Regions from separate parts of the Triticum aestivum genome. Here region 2 is linked to region 1. A link is a contact called in public Hi-C data. All regions are on one chromosome and are shown on one strand. Each heading gives the region's core, a stretch centred on a gene start, on an enhancer-like site or on the middle of the called end of the contact. The rest is flanking DNA. Distances are from core to core; before and after follow the strand shown. Region 1 has its middle 990 kb from the start of LOC123152431. Region 2 has its middle 810 kb from the start of LOC123152431.

Evidence for each region. A called contact is a pair of places that touch in the nucleus more often than the background predicts.
Region 2: a contact with region 1 is called in a Hi-C map of leaf, with 3 times the contacts expected there. The contact joins two enhancer-like sites. A contact is called at or near these places in 5 of 5 Hi-C or Micro-C datasets (leaf, root and an unstated tissue).

What each region holds. Positions count from the first base shown.
Region 1 is chr7A:285,856,980-285,863,765 of IWGSC CS RefSeq v2.1, forward strand. It overlaps the pseudogene LOC123152423. Among protein-coding and RNA genes, the nearest start is that of LOC123152431, 990 kb to the right of the region's middle. Within about 2 kb of position 3,267, at least 7 of the 8 cell types and tissues checked have an H3K27ac peak or open chromatin away from gene starts, as enhancers often do.
Region 2 is chr7A:286,029,009-286,035,794 of IWGSC CS RefSeq v2.1, forward strand. No RefSeq gene overlaps it. Among protein-coding and RNA genes, the nearest start is that of LOC123152431, 810 kb to the right of the region's middle. Within about 2 kb of position 3,288, at least 1 of the 8 cell types and tissues checked has an H3K27ac peak or open chromatin away from gene starts, as enhancers often do.

The DNA.
Region 1 (6,786 bases), core at 2,017-4,516:
AGCGCTGAAAGACAAGAGGCAGGAGGTGGAGTGGCTTCGTCTTGCACGAAGCTTTGGTGGAGACGTCAAGTTATGCCTGGCCGACAGGTGCTACGCGGTGTCATGCCTGCTCGGCAGGTGCTAGGCATGACAGGTCTTCTAGAATCTTCGTGTCTGGATGGACGAGCGCGGGGCGGTGGCGCCGTTGGGCGCCATGGTGGCGTCGACGGATGGACGGACTGGCAAGGATGATGCGGATCTCTCTCCTGAAGATGGGTGAGCGGTCCGATAATTATGGCGCTGTCTAAAACGTGTGCATGTGGTGTGCGCTTTAGGTCTGTTGTACCGGCTATTCGTTCTGATACGTTATGTGGATGGATCGGCGACAACACCGGTTTAGATATGGGGAGTGAAAGCATTCCACATTATCGAGTTTTGACGTTTTGTAGGTGTGAGTGATAGCTTCCGGTGGCTTGATATATGTTCTTGTTAGACCTTGATGGAATAATAAATAAAGATGGCCGCATGCATCGATTGATACAGAGGCAGGGGGTTTTAATCTCCTTTTCAAGAAAAAATGTGTAAATGGTATTATTTTGATGTTAATATATTACCCTTTGTCTTTTTTTACACTTTGTTAATATATTAGCCTTTGTCGAGAAAAGATACTATATAGTAGGTCATTGTTGAAAGAGCAGACAAAATGAGCAGAAAGGACACACGTCAAACTGTAAAACCCAATGGAATTCAAAATTACTTTATCTAGTGAATACAAAAGAAAGAGGAAATATATGTGCAAACTCTGATAATTTTTAGGACCGGAATATACTTATATAAGAATTAAACCACCGGGATTACAAGTTCTTGCTAGAAGAAAACAAACCAAACAAACCTCAGTTGGCGAACAACCTTTCCCAGTGTTAGCAGACTTCGATTAATATGACTACCTTCTTTTAACCTCATACCAGCTGAAGCAGTCTGAGATGCTCGCTCACTTCCAGCTAAGTCAACAAAGTTCTGTCCAGAAGAAGAACCAAGAAACTCAGAGATGATGGAAACATGCTAGTACCAAATAATCATGAATATAAATGGAAAATCCATACCACACAAGATACCAGGGTGCTCGATTTGCCTCTTCCTAAATACTGTTTAACAGAACTTTCGATTGTCTGAATGTAACAAAAGCTTGTCAACAAAATCATCTTCAGAAGGTAGTGCAAAATAGATATATAAGAGAGCCACCAACCAGCCTGAGTATTTGATGGGACCTAGAGCTCGCTTCGTTCAAAGCCGTTTCTCCAATCTCTCTTTGAGCTGTAGCACATACCAAATTAAGCAAATGATGAAAACAAGAAACATGGTGCATGTTTTGTTCTCTAGAAATTTTAGCCCGGACCTTCACACATTCCAAGAAGATCCCTAAGATGGTCCTTGTCCCTCAGTGTTTCCTCAGTGAGCTTTTCAACAGTAGTCCCTTTCTGTTTGATTCAAATGATAACGCGAGATCAGCGTAGGGTGGAGGAAAAAATAGTTATAGTAAACTCAAGTAAAGGAGAATGGAGTACCTCTGGGTCATCAAGCAGTCTAAGAGGTGTGGTATCATGGCTCAGAAGATCTCTTACAGCTTCATTATATATCTCAATTGCTGAGAATTTCAGCATGAATTCTCTTTCAGGGTGCTGTAGCAATGACAAACAATGAGGCAAATATCATCTCACAAAGTGAACTGTAACATCACTGGTGCCGCGCATACACACACCTTCTCTATGTAGTCATAGATGTCCATCACACTGTACTCAGTAATGCCAGTCATTGTGTAAGTCTTTCCGCTGCTTGTCTGCCCATACGCAAATATGCTTGCTGTCAATAAGAAGAGATTCATGTGCAAATGTTAGTTGGTCCACATCAGTTCATCCAAAGACCAAATTAACGATGTAAAGGAGTAGCATCATTTCTCCTGTACATACAGTTGATTCCACTGACAACTGATAGAGCAACTTCTTTTGCTCCTTCTTCGTAGACCTGCCTGGTCGAGCAATTGGGGCCAAACACCCTGTCTGAAAAGGACAAGAAAGCAGAACAAACTGAGAAATCGACTGCCGAATGAAATCCCAACATCAAGGCCAGCAATTGTCGCCAACATCGCCATACATTCTTTGCGAAATTGAGCTCTGCCGGTGCTTGTGCTTACCGTAGGTGTAGGCGGTGGGGAACATGGCGCGGTCAGGGACGGTACTGCGGAACATGACGGTGGTGGGGCTGATGCACTCCCAGTCGGAGCTGTCGCCGGACTCCCTGCCGTTGAGCGGCCGCACCCGCACGGACACCATGATCCTCTCCTCCTTGGCCTCCACCTTCTCCCATGCCGCCGCCGCATCCTCCTCCCCTGCCCCCATCGCCCTTCTCAGTCCTGCACCCCCTCCACCCAAGAACAGTGTCAAAATCGCCCCTCTTCCTCTGCACCTGTCACCGCCGGCCAACACCCCCCTCCCCTCGGATCAAGCAGCATTGTAAGCAAGAAACCAAAGCCGGCGGGCTGGTGGCAGGTCCATGTGCCCGAGAGCGCCGTGTCTGTCGCCGGATTCCGGACGTGGACGGCGATCCGGCGAAACCAGCCTGCCCACACCCAAGGCAAGAACAGAAACTACTACACTGCCGGCGCACCACCCCTCTTAGTCGCACATGTACTAACACTACCTGCGCGGCTACGGACTATCTTTGGCCGCCGCCGCTTGCTGGGTTGGAGTTTTGCGCTGCTGTCGCGAGACGAAGGGACGGACCATGGTCCCCGCCACGCTCCTGGCCACTCCCTTCAATTTTATTTACGCACCTCACATGGGGGTAGGAGAGGGCAGAGGGGGAGACGGTGGAGTCCCAAGACTTGTTTTTCTATGCATACGCGTGTACGTAGTACCAGCCATTATCCAACAGAACCAACTACTGATCACATTCCGCGAGAGGAACAAGCCAAGAAGGGAAGACGAAGCTACATTACCTGCGCAGGCTCGTGGCCGGTGGAACTAGAAGACGACCAATGCGAGAGGAGGAGAAATGCAGCTAGTGGCAAGATCGTGTCGTCCTCCCTCCTCTGCGTCTCCTCCTTGTTGCTCCGGAGAAGAAGAAGAAGAAGAAGAAGAAGAAGAAGAAGGGAGAAGACTATGATGGTTTTGGTAGAAAAAACTGAACAAAAAATGAAGAGGAAAAGGTGTAAAGGAACAGGTGTGTTCTTGTGGGTACAGAGCGACTTTTCTACGCGTGGCAGATAGGACGGCCCATCGGCCAATCACCGTCAATGGGGCGCCCGCGGGGCCCACAGAGAGTTCGTGCGGGCCTATCTTGTCTGTCGGAATGCCATGTGATGTGTCCCGTTGAACGTGGAACAGCATTATTAAATAGGGTTTCGGCTAATTTTCTTTTTTTTGACGCGAAATTAGGAGCATTATTGCATGAGAGAAATTCAGTTACACTCCGCCAAAACACTGCTAACTAAAAGGAGGGACATGGCTCCATCCAACAATCTGAAAATGATAATCGCAGTGGCATGTTTAGCACAAAGATCTACTGTGCAATTGACTTCCTTTGTGACATGCTGAACCGAAAACGAAGCAAAGTTTGAGGCTCTTTCCTTGATTTCATCGAAGATAGGTATCACAATTGACTTGAGGATGTGATGCGAATTCCAAAACCTCGCAACCTTCGAGCAATCAACCTCCATAACCACATGCGAGTAGCTCTTCAGTTGGGCAAAGATAACACCTTCTCGCAATGCTAAAAACTTGGCGATGAAAGGATCAGTAACACCAGGCATGGGCTTGCTCCAAGCACCCATAAAGGAGAGGTGTGAACGTGCAAACCCTCTCGTGCCTCCCAGCTGAGCTTGAGTGTCAATAGTGTTGTCCGTATTAATCTTGACCCATCCAGGTTGTGGTGGTCTCCAACCCCGATCACCACTGGTGTGTAATACGTCTATTTTGCATCATGTTTTTTCATACTGTTATTTATCTTGTTTTGAAGTTATATTCCATATTATAGTGCAACTCTAACATCTTTTCTCTCTTAAAATGCAAGATACATAAAAAAAGAAAGATTATCGGCAGCTGGAATTTCGGCCTGAAAAGGCTGTTAGAAATATGCCCTAGAGGCAATAATAAAAGTATTATTATTATATTTCCTTGTTCATGATAATTGTCTTTTATTCATGCTATAACTGTATTATTCAGAAATCGTAATACACGTGTGAATACATAGACCACAATATGTCCCTAGTGAGCCTCTAGTTGACTAGCTCGTTGTGATCAACAGATAGTCATGGTTTCCTTGCTATGGACATTGGATGTCGTTGATAACGGGATCACATCATTAGGAGAATGATGTGATGGACAAGACCCAATCCTAAGCCTAGCACAAAAGATCGTGTAGTTCGTTTGCTAGAGCTTTGCCAATGTCAAGTATCTCTTCCTTTGACCATGAGAGCGTGTAACTCCTGGATACCGTAGGAGTGCTTTGGGTGTATCAAACGTCACAACGTAACTGGGTGACTATAAAGGTGCACTACAGGTATCTCCGAAAGTATCTATTGTTTTATGCGGATCGAGACTGGGATTTGTCACTCCGTGTAAACGGAGAGGTATCTCTGGGCCCACTCGGTAGGACATCATCATATGCGCAATGTGACCAAGGAGTTGATCACGGGATGATGTGTTACGGAACGAGTAAAGTGACTTGCCGGTAACGAGATTGAACAAGGTATTGGATACCGACGATCGAATCTCGGGCAAGTAACATACCAATAGACAAAGGGAATTGAATACGGGATTGATTAAGTCCTTGACATCGTGGTTCATCCGATGAGATCATCGTGGAACATGTGGGAGCCAACATGGGTATCCAGATCCCGCTGTTGGTTATTGACCGGAGAACGTCTCGGTCATGTCTGCATGTCTCCCGAACCCGTAGGGTCTACACACTTAAGGTTCGATGACGCTAGGGTTATAAAGGAAGCTTGTATGTGGTAACTGAATGTTGTTTGGAGTCCCGGATGAGATCCCGGACATCACGAGGAGTTCCGGAATGGTCCGGAGGTAAAGATTTATATATGGGAAGTCCTGTTTTGGTCACCGGAAAAGTTTCGGGCGATATCGGTATTGTACCGGGACCACCGGGAGGGTCCCGGGGGTCCACCAAGTGGGGCCACCTGCCCCAGAAGGTTGCGTGGGCCAAGTGTGGGAGGGGACCAGCCCCTAGGAGGGCTGGTGCGCCCCCCACAAGGGGGCCAAGGCGCAAGGGAGAGTGGGAGGGGGCAAACCCTAGTCCAGATGGGCCTTAAGGCCCATATTGGTGCGCCTCCCTCTCCTCTCCCCCCTTGGCCGCCTCCCCTTTGCCATCTAGGGCTGGCCGCACCCCTTGGGGGTGGGAAACCCTAAAGGGGGCGCAGCCCCCCCTTCCCCCTATATATAGATGAGGTTTGGGGCTGCCATACACATGAGTTCTCTCCCTCTTGGTGTAGCCCTACCTCTCTCCTCCTCCTCCTCTCCCGCGGTGCTTGGCGAAGCCCTGCTGGATTGCCACGCTCCTCCACCACCACCACGCCGTTGTGCTACTGCTGGATGGAGTCTTCCTCAACCTCTCCCTCTCTCCTTGCTGGATCAAGGTGTGGGAGACGTCACCGGGCTGTACGTGTGTTGAACGCGGAGGTGCCGTGCGTTCGGCACTTGATCATCGGTGATTTGAATCACGACGAGAACGACTCCTTCAACCCCGTTCACTTGAACGCTTCCGCTTAGCGATCTACAAGGGTATGTAGATGCACTCTCCTTCTACTCGTAGCTGGTTTCTCCATAGATAGATCTTGGTGACACGTAGGAAAATTTTGAATTTCTGCTACGTTCCCCAACAAAGGCTACAACAGAGATAGCAATTCGCTAGAGCTCAAATGACGTGAAAATTTACGGAGATTTTTTATGGAATATATAAAGAATACTAGAAGAAATAAGTACCAAAGAAGACCCTTGGTGGGCCCATAAGCCAGGGGCGCGCCAGGATGGCTTGTGGGGCCCACAGAGGCCCACCACTGACGTCCTTCTTCTATATGAAGCCATTTACCCTAGAAAAATGAAGAGAAGATTTTTGGGAACAACCGCCGCTGTCTCGAGGCGGAACCGGGGCAGGAGCACTTTTGCTCTCCGGCGGAGCGATTCCACCGGAGAAACTTGAAGGAAATATGCCCTAGAGGCAATAATAAAGTTGTTATTTTATATTTCCTTATTCATGATAAACGTTTATTATTCATGCTAGAATTATATTGATCGGAAACCTTAATACATGTGTGAATACATAAACAAACACCGTGTCCCTAGTAAGCCTCTACTAGACTAGCTCGTTGATCAAAGATGGTTAAGGTTTCCTAACCATAGACATGAGTTGTCATTTGATAACGGGATCACATCATTAGGAGAATGGTGTGATTGACAAGGCACATCCGTTAGCTTAGCATAATGATCATTTAGTTTTATTGCTACTGCTTTCTTCATGTCAAATACATATTCCTTCGACTCTGAGATTATGCAACTCCCGGATACCTGAAGAATGCCTTCTGTGCTATCAAACGTCACGACGTAACTGGGTGATCATAAAGATGCTCTATAGGTATCTTCGAAGGTGTTTGTTGAGTTGGCATAGATCGAGATTGGGATTTGTCACTCCGAGTATCGGAGAGGTATCTCTGGGCCCTCTCGGTAATACACATCATAAGCTTGCAAGCAAACGACTAAGGAGTCAGTCACGAGGTGATGTATTACAAAACGATTA
Region 2 (6,786 bases), core at 2,038-4,537, 170 kb after region 1:
GGCTGTTCTCCCTTGTATTGCTCATCATCATCAGCCCAAGAGGCAATCCACCACACCACACATTGGAGTAGGGTATTACACCACAACGGTGGCCCGAACCAGTATAAACCATGTGTCTCTTGTGCTGTTCTTTCCATAGCTTAGATCTTAGCGAGGCGGAGGGACGCAGGTAGGTAGAAGGCAAAATCTCCGCGCGCACCCCAGTGTTCGAACCTCAAGGGTCTGCCGGAACCCGAAATCCGACAGAATAGTTGTTGTATTGCTTGAGCCTCATGGGTATATATATATATATAGGGTCGCGCTATTCGTCACCCTGGGTGAGGAATAGTTATTTTTCACCCCCCTCTATTTTACTATCAATGCACCGTAATTTTACGTTCCGTAAGTTATGTCTTATTTCACAAAAAGGAACCGTAAGAAAAATATATAATCGCCATAAAAATATTTTATGTTATGTAAAATTACAAACGTAAAACACATAGTCTAAAATATACATAAACTGCAAATTTTCTTATTTTATGACCTATATTTTTATTTTGTTATGCCAAATTTTACGTAGTGAATCAATAGAAATGTAACTATTTGAATTCGAAATGTATTTTAATTATGTAATGACCGTAAGATTACCTCGGGTGAAGAATAACTTATTCTGCATCCTAAGTGATAAATAGTAACACTGTATATATATATGTGTGTGTATGTGTGTGTATGAGTACAATGATCTACTTGAAGTACAAGACAAGTCAGAACAAATCCTAGTCTATATCAAATCTTTTCTAATAATCAATATACTCAACACTCATGGCCAGTTCGATTAGTACCGTACACGGTTCTAGAGAAAGAAAAGGAGGGTCAATCAGACGCTCTCCTTGGCAATCCAACGAGTACTAACACAAGAGCAAGTAAACTTCTTTAATAAGATAATGTTGCTGAGTCTGGTCAATAAAAGTTAGACAAGGGTTTTCACCCCGAATATTTATCCATGTTTCAATCAACATCTTAATGACGGATCTTCCGATAGTCGCCTCCTTCAGTACTCCTTGTCGCGGTTGTCGAGGGCCACCACCCCCGCTGCAATGGCCAGCGGGGCTTGCCACCGAATTTCATTTGGAAAAGGTACTAATTGTTTTGATCAATATTGTTTATTGTCTGTTGCAAGCTCTAGGATTTGCTTGATGAGCAGAGCAACATTATATGTTTGATCACTATCTTATTTTCAAGATCCTGGTAAGTGTCCCTAATGTGGGACGAACATATGGCAACTTCGAATGTTTTTGATTACAAGTTTAGTCACGTGGGGATGACAACTTTAGTTGTCAAGCATGACAACTTTTTTTTCGAATGATAACTTTCAGTTTTTTTGGTTTGTTTTTTCTTTTTGGATGGCAACTTAGGTGTATAAAACGTCAAGGCCGGATTACTTTATGCTATATGTGTGACACTTATCATTTGAGTAGTTTTATTTATAAGTTTGAATCACTGACTTGCATTTAAATCTTGGAAATGACTGAAGGATTGACAGTCTTATTCGCCTTTGACTAACGCAAAGATTTTTGTAGTAGTGCCCGACCGAAAGGGTGAAATGATTTCGGGTTTGTCTGTCTAGTGGAGATTGGAGTTGAGATCACGGCATACTTAATTAGTTATAATTAGCATTTGGTATGCCGTTTGGTCACAGCATCAGGTATACCGTCACTAGCAACCACTGCTACAGGGGCAGGGTACTTTGATAGCAATATACCCGGTTATTATGGCTGTCGATGAACACATGAAATTTTACTGGAATCAGCTCGCAGAAACTTCTTTCGTAATAAGCAGAGCCTGAAATGTTGGTTTTCTTTTCGTACGAACTGCATTGTTCTTTTCTACTCCCTTCGTATCATACTATAATACGTTTTAGTGTCAAAAACGTCTTTTTTTTGAAACGGAAAAAACGTCTTATATTATAATACAGAGGGAGTATGACGCTCTGATTAGGGCTTGGCTCAACTGCATTGGCCACCCATAATTCTAGAGTATCGTGTTTGTTGTAACCGTGGGGTTTGAAATGTGTGTCTCGGACAGGCAATCAGCTTCTGCAATTGCAATAATAGTGCACGCTTCACATCCTGTGACCTCACCATGTGCATCAGTGCATGCACCATTGTACCACCCATTGAGGGAGTCTATCATCTGTCAATGATCCACAGTTCAGAGTAGTGCATGCAGTAGTGCAACAAATTCAGAACATGGTGTTACAGTGTGTTTGTATAATACTAGTAGTACCAGTAATAATATTGAAGAGAGCATGGGATGGTTTTGGAATGGAAGAAAACAGAAGGAGAAGCAGATATCATTGGTAGATAGTGTGTCTGGACCATAACAGCCTGGGAGAGGAAGAAGTGTCGGCGGCGTCTCCGTTTTCTGAAGGCTTTTGGATGGATACCGTCGTCGGAACGTACAAGACACAAGAACTGCCCCGCACGTCAGGGAAGAGAAGACAAGACCTTTCATGATTTGCTGGCCCTGTCTCCCTTGACGTCCGCTTCTTTATTTAAGCCGTTGCTTGCTCCGTTTGCGCCTAATCACACGCACCGGCACGAGCGACAAGTCTCGGTCTGCTTTCGACGTTTTCGCAGGCGAAAGATATGCAGCAGATATAAAATTGGGCAGCATAAACTTGAGAAGTTTGCTGGGAGGAGATCCGGTCAGGTTTGCCTCTGGATGCAAGTCTGAAAAACACTACATTAAGATGGGCAGTCGGCAGTAAAACTGTGGATAATACCAAGAGCATGTACCTATCGAGGATGGTGATCCGTCGCGCTCTACGTACAGTCTGTTTAGAGCCTGGTTTTCAGAAAGCGACAGTATCGTTGTTACTCCCTCCGTTTCTAAATACTTGTCTTTCTAGGCATTTCAACAAGTAACTACATACGGAGCAAAATAAATGAATCTATACTCTAAAATATGTCTACATACATCCGTATGTAGTAGTCATTTGAAATGTTTAGAAAGACAAATATTTAGGAACGGAAGGAGTAGTTTTTTTCATCACTATGCGAAGGATCTAATTTTTTTGGAGGGGGGAATAGGTGAAAAATGTGACGCAGTCAGTTAATAACTTTCAATCATCCGTCGTCCGGAAAATTAGGAATTCCGTCAGCTCATGTTAGACTGTTTGAGTCAGTTTGAGCATTTTTATTTGGCGTCTCTGTTGCACCCAAATCACGTCCAGAATTACATGCAGAGATAAGCTCTGTCACACCATGTAGCCCGACAGTACCAACAGCAATGCGTATGGACCATTGCAGCTAATGCTAACCGGCAGGTACGCACGCAGAGGGCGGCCACACCCACACACAAGACACAGACACACATCACCATCATTCATCAACATAATTGTCATGTGTGCCAGTTCTCATCTGCTGATGATAATAAAACATAAACGTAAAGTGGTGTTTGTTTTGTTCAATTGTCTTTGTACAGATTTCTGGTACCAAATCTTGGGTGTGCTGTGCTCCGCAACAGACCGGCTTTGTGCGTGCACATCTTTTGCCAATCTCAGTCCTCAGACGGTGAGCAGTCGGCCTCGTCTGTTGCAGACAGCAGGGTCGGTGTGGAGACAGACTAGAGTCGTACTAGGTTCATTTTTACCTTTTTCCTTTTGACAGCTAGCTGATCAAAGCTTGACGATTAGTAGCTCACTCCCATCCCAGTAGAGTAGGTCGACAAAGATCTGGTCTGCCTGCCTGTCCCCTTGTTACTTTCCAGGAATCGCGACCGAAACTATCAACCACCGGTGCTTAAGGGTGCGCTTCTCTCCTGTTGCCGCCGAGCGCTGTTAACCGAAGGATTAGGGTGGGCTTCTTCTCCGATGTTTAAGGCTGTTGGACCACCAAAGAAGGGAGTTGCTTAGGATCGCCTAGAACTTATGAACACTAAAGCATGTTGGGTTCTGCATATGCTAGCTTGCCATCTCCTCTTTAATCTTACATGTTCGTATTTTATAAAATTGTACATGACATATACAAAAAAGAAAAATAAAGATGATACAAGAAATAAAAAAGAGAAGCCAAAGAAAAAAATAAATTAAAAAAGGGAAACGACGCACTGGTAGTCCGGTAGGAGGAGCAAACCATGAACGAATAATTATAAGGAAAATGTTTGTTTTAAACCGGATGACAATAGCGAGACACAAGCCCACGCACCGCTCCCCATCTGTACCTTATCCCACGCAAGGAAGTCACAGCCACACAATTTTCTCGCGCTCGTGTCGTCTTCCTCGTGCAGATCCCTCTCTCTCTCTCCTGTCGCCACTACCATGGCCGCGCTTTGCTCTACTCCTTCCCCAGAGCTCCCCTCTCTTCCTTTCCTTTCTCACCCCTGGGGCAATGGAGTGCTACTGCTGCACATGGCACCGCTTGGCTACGACTGGTGCTGCCATGAATGGACGAAAGCTTCGACGCGCGACCACCGCCTGCCATGGCCGTCGGAGCTACTGCTGTTGCGATGAGGAGCATCTGCACATGGTCGTCGGAGCTTCGTTTTAAGCAGTGTGCGTGGCTCCCTTAGCTGCAATGAAGTGCGCGGCGGCTGCGACGGTGACCGCAGAGAGTTGCCGACGGGGGGCGCTGCAACTCCGGCGATGTGGATTTGGAGTTATTGGGAGCACGCCGGCGTTGAAATGGAGCAACGCCAGGCCACCGGAAGCATAGCCGGGGCTGCAATGGAGCTTCGCCGGAGTTGCAATGGAGTTTCGCCGGGCGCCGTTGGTGCTGCGTTGGAGCTCCATCGGAGCTGCAATGGAGCTTCGCCGGAGGTCGTCGGTGCTGCGTTGGAGCTCCACCGGAGCTGCAATGGAGCTTTGTCGGACGCCATTGGTGCTCGAGTCGAGCTATGGTCGCGCTCGTACTATGCTGCAGTGGAGCTTTGTCGAGGGAAGCAGCGCTGCATTGAAGTTGGTAACGCCGCTGCCGTGGCGTGCTGCATCGGAGGACCACCAGCGCGCTGATCCGACGGTTGTCCAGGCGGATGATCCCCCCCCCCCCTCATATGGGACAACCCAAAAGCACACACGGGGTGCATATTGACCCGCGCGCGAAATAGGTGCTTAATGAAATGGTTTGTGGCGCCCACGCGTTATTGAACCTGGGGCGGCCCAGAAAGACCCCACATTCACCCTATTTTGATCGTATTTTATCCCCTCATAGCGACATGTTGTTCCACTGTACATGAGAAAAAATTGTCTCAAAAAAACATGAGAAAAAAGTAATATTTTTTTTATTTTGCCCAAAGTTTTTCTTAGTTTTAAGAAAGAGTGAAATAAAAATAATTCATGGTTTTTAAAAATTGAGAAATAAAAAAACAATATTTTTTTGTAAATATGGAAAAAGTACATGAATTGGGAAATTGTTCGCGAATTTCAAAAAGGCTTAAGGATTTCGAACCATTCACTAGTTAAGACGTTGGCCGGTTAACCCTCAACCTTTAAAAACATGAAATTAAAAAAACCTTAGTTTTGAGGTTTTGAAATAGTTCATGGTTTGAAAAGGTTGATGAATTTGAAAAATAAACTTCATGAATTTGTATAAAGTTCATAATTGTAGAAAAATGCAAGTTGGAAAAAAGTTTGTGAGTTTGAGAAAAGATGGTGGATTTGGAAAAGTTTGCCGATTCAAAACAAGTTCATAAAAATTGAAAATTAAAACATTTACTTAATTTTCAATTTTTCACACCAATTTAGAAAGAAAAAAAATAAAGAAACAAAAACGAAAAACTAGTGAAACAAAGAAAAGACAAACAAAAAAGGAAAAAGGAAAAGTAAATGAAAATGAAAATATAAAATACCCCAAAAACCTTAGAAATTGGAGGAAACCCCTCTCAGAACACCGTAAGGTCCCAAAATTGGTGCAAGGATAATGGGCCGGCCAGCGATTTGCATCCTAGCGAACCAGGAGTTGTGCGTGTTCTACCGAGAACACTGTAAATATGAATTGGCATTTTGGTGAGTGGAAAATAACTTATAGCTGGGCTATAGGCCACGAGCGGGTGAGTGATATCCTTCCCATGCACAATGGGTGGGCTTGTTAATAAGATTTTATTTCAATAAAGTTTATCTCTTCGACTGTGCATCCAAATCATAAAGCGTTTTAATTGTTGCATTTCTCACACCGAGATCTTCAAAAATAATCACATGTTGATAGGTTCTGACAATTTTTTTGGATAAATTATGCTTCCAACCTTTACTAACACATCATTTTAAGTAAAGTAACTTGTGCTACATTTTTTGGTGAAGTTCAAAAGCACAACTGTGATGGAACGTGCGCGGAAAAGGCAGACCTCGAGGATCACCAACATAAAAGAGGGAGACGCGAATACCCGCTATTTGCACCTCAGAGTCAATGGCCGGAGGAGGAAAAACCTTATTCACCGCCTAAAACACGGCCAAGGTTGGGTGACAGACCATGATCACAAGAAATCAATTGTTCACTCCCATTTCAATGCGATTTTGAAAAAGGGCGCTCCACGTTCCAAGACCATTAACTGGGCATCCATCCCACCCACTGGCATTGACCTTACCGCGCTTGGCGACCCCATCTTGGAAGAGGAAGTCAGAGCTGCTGTCTTTTCTATTCCTTCTGACAAAGCGCCAGGCCCGGACGGATTCACCGAAAAATTCTTCAAGAGTTGCTGGAATATTATTAAGGATGATATCATGCTAGTGATCAGCAGCTTCTCCAACCTAAATGTCAGAAATCTGCACTGGCTCAATTCGGCGAATATCGCCCTCATTCCCAAGAAGCATGG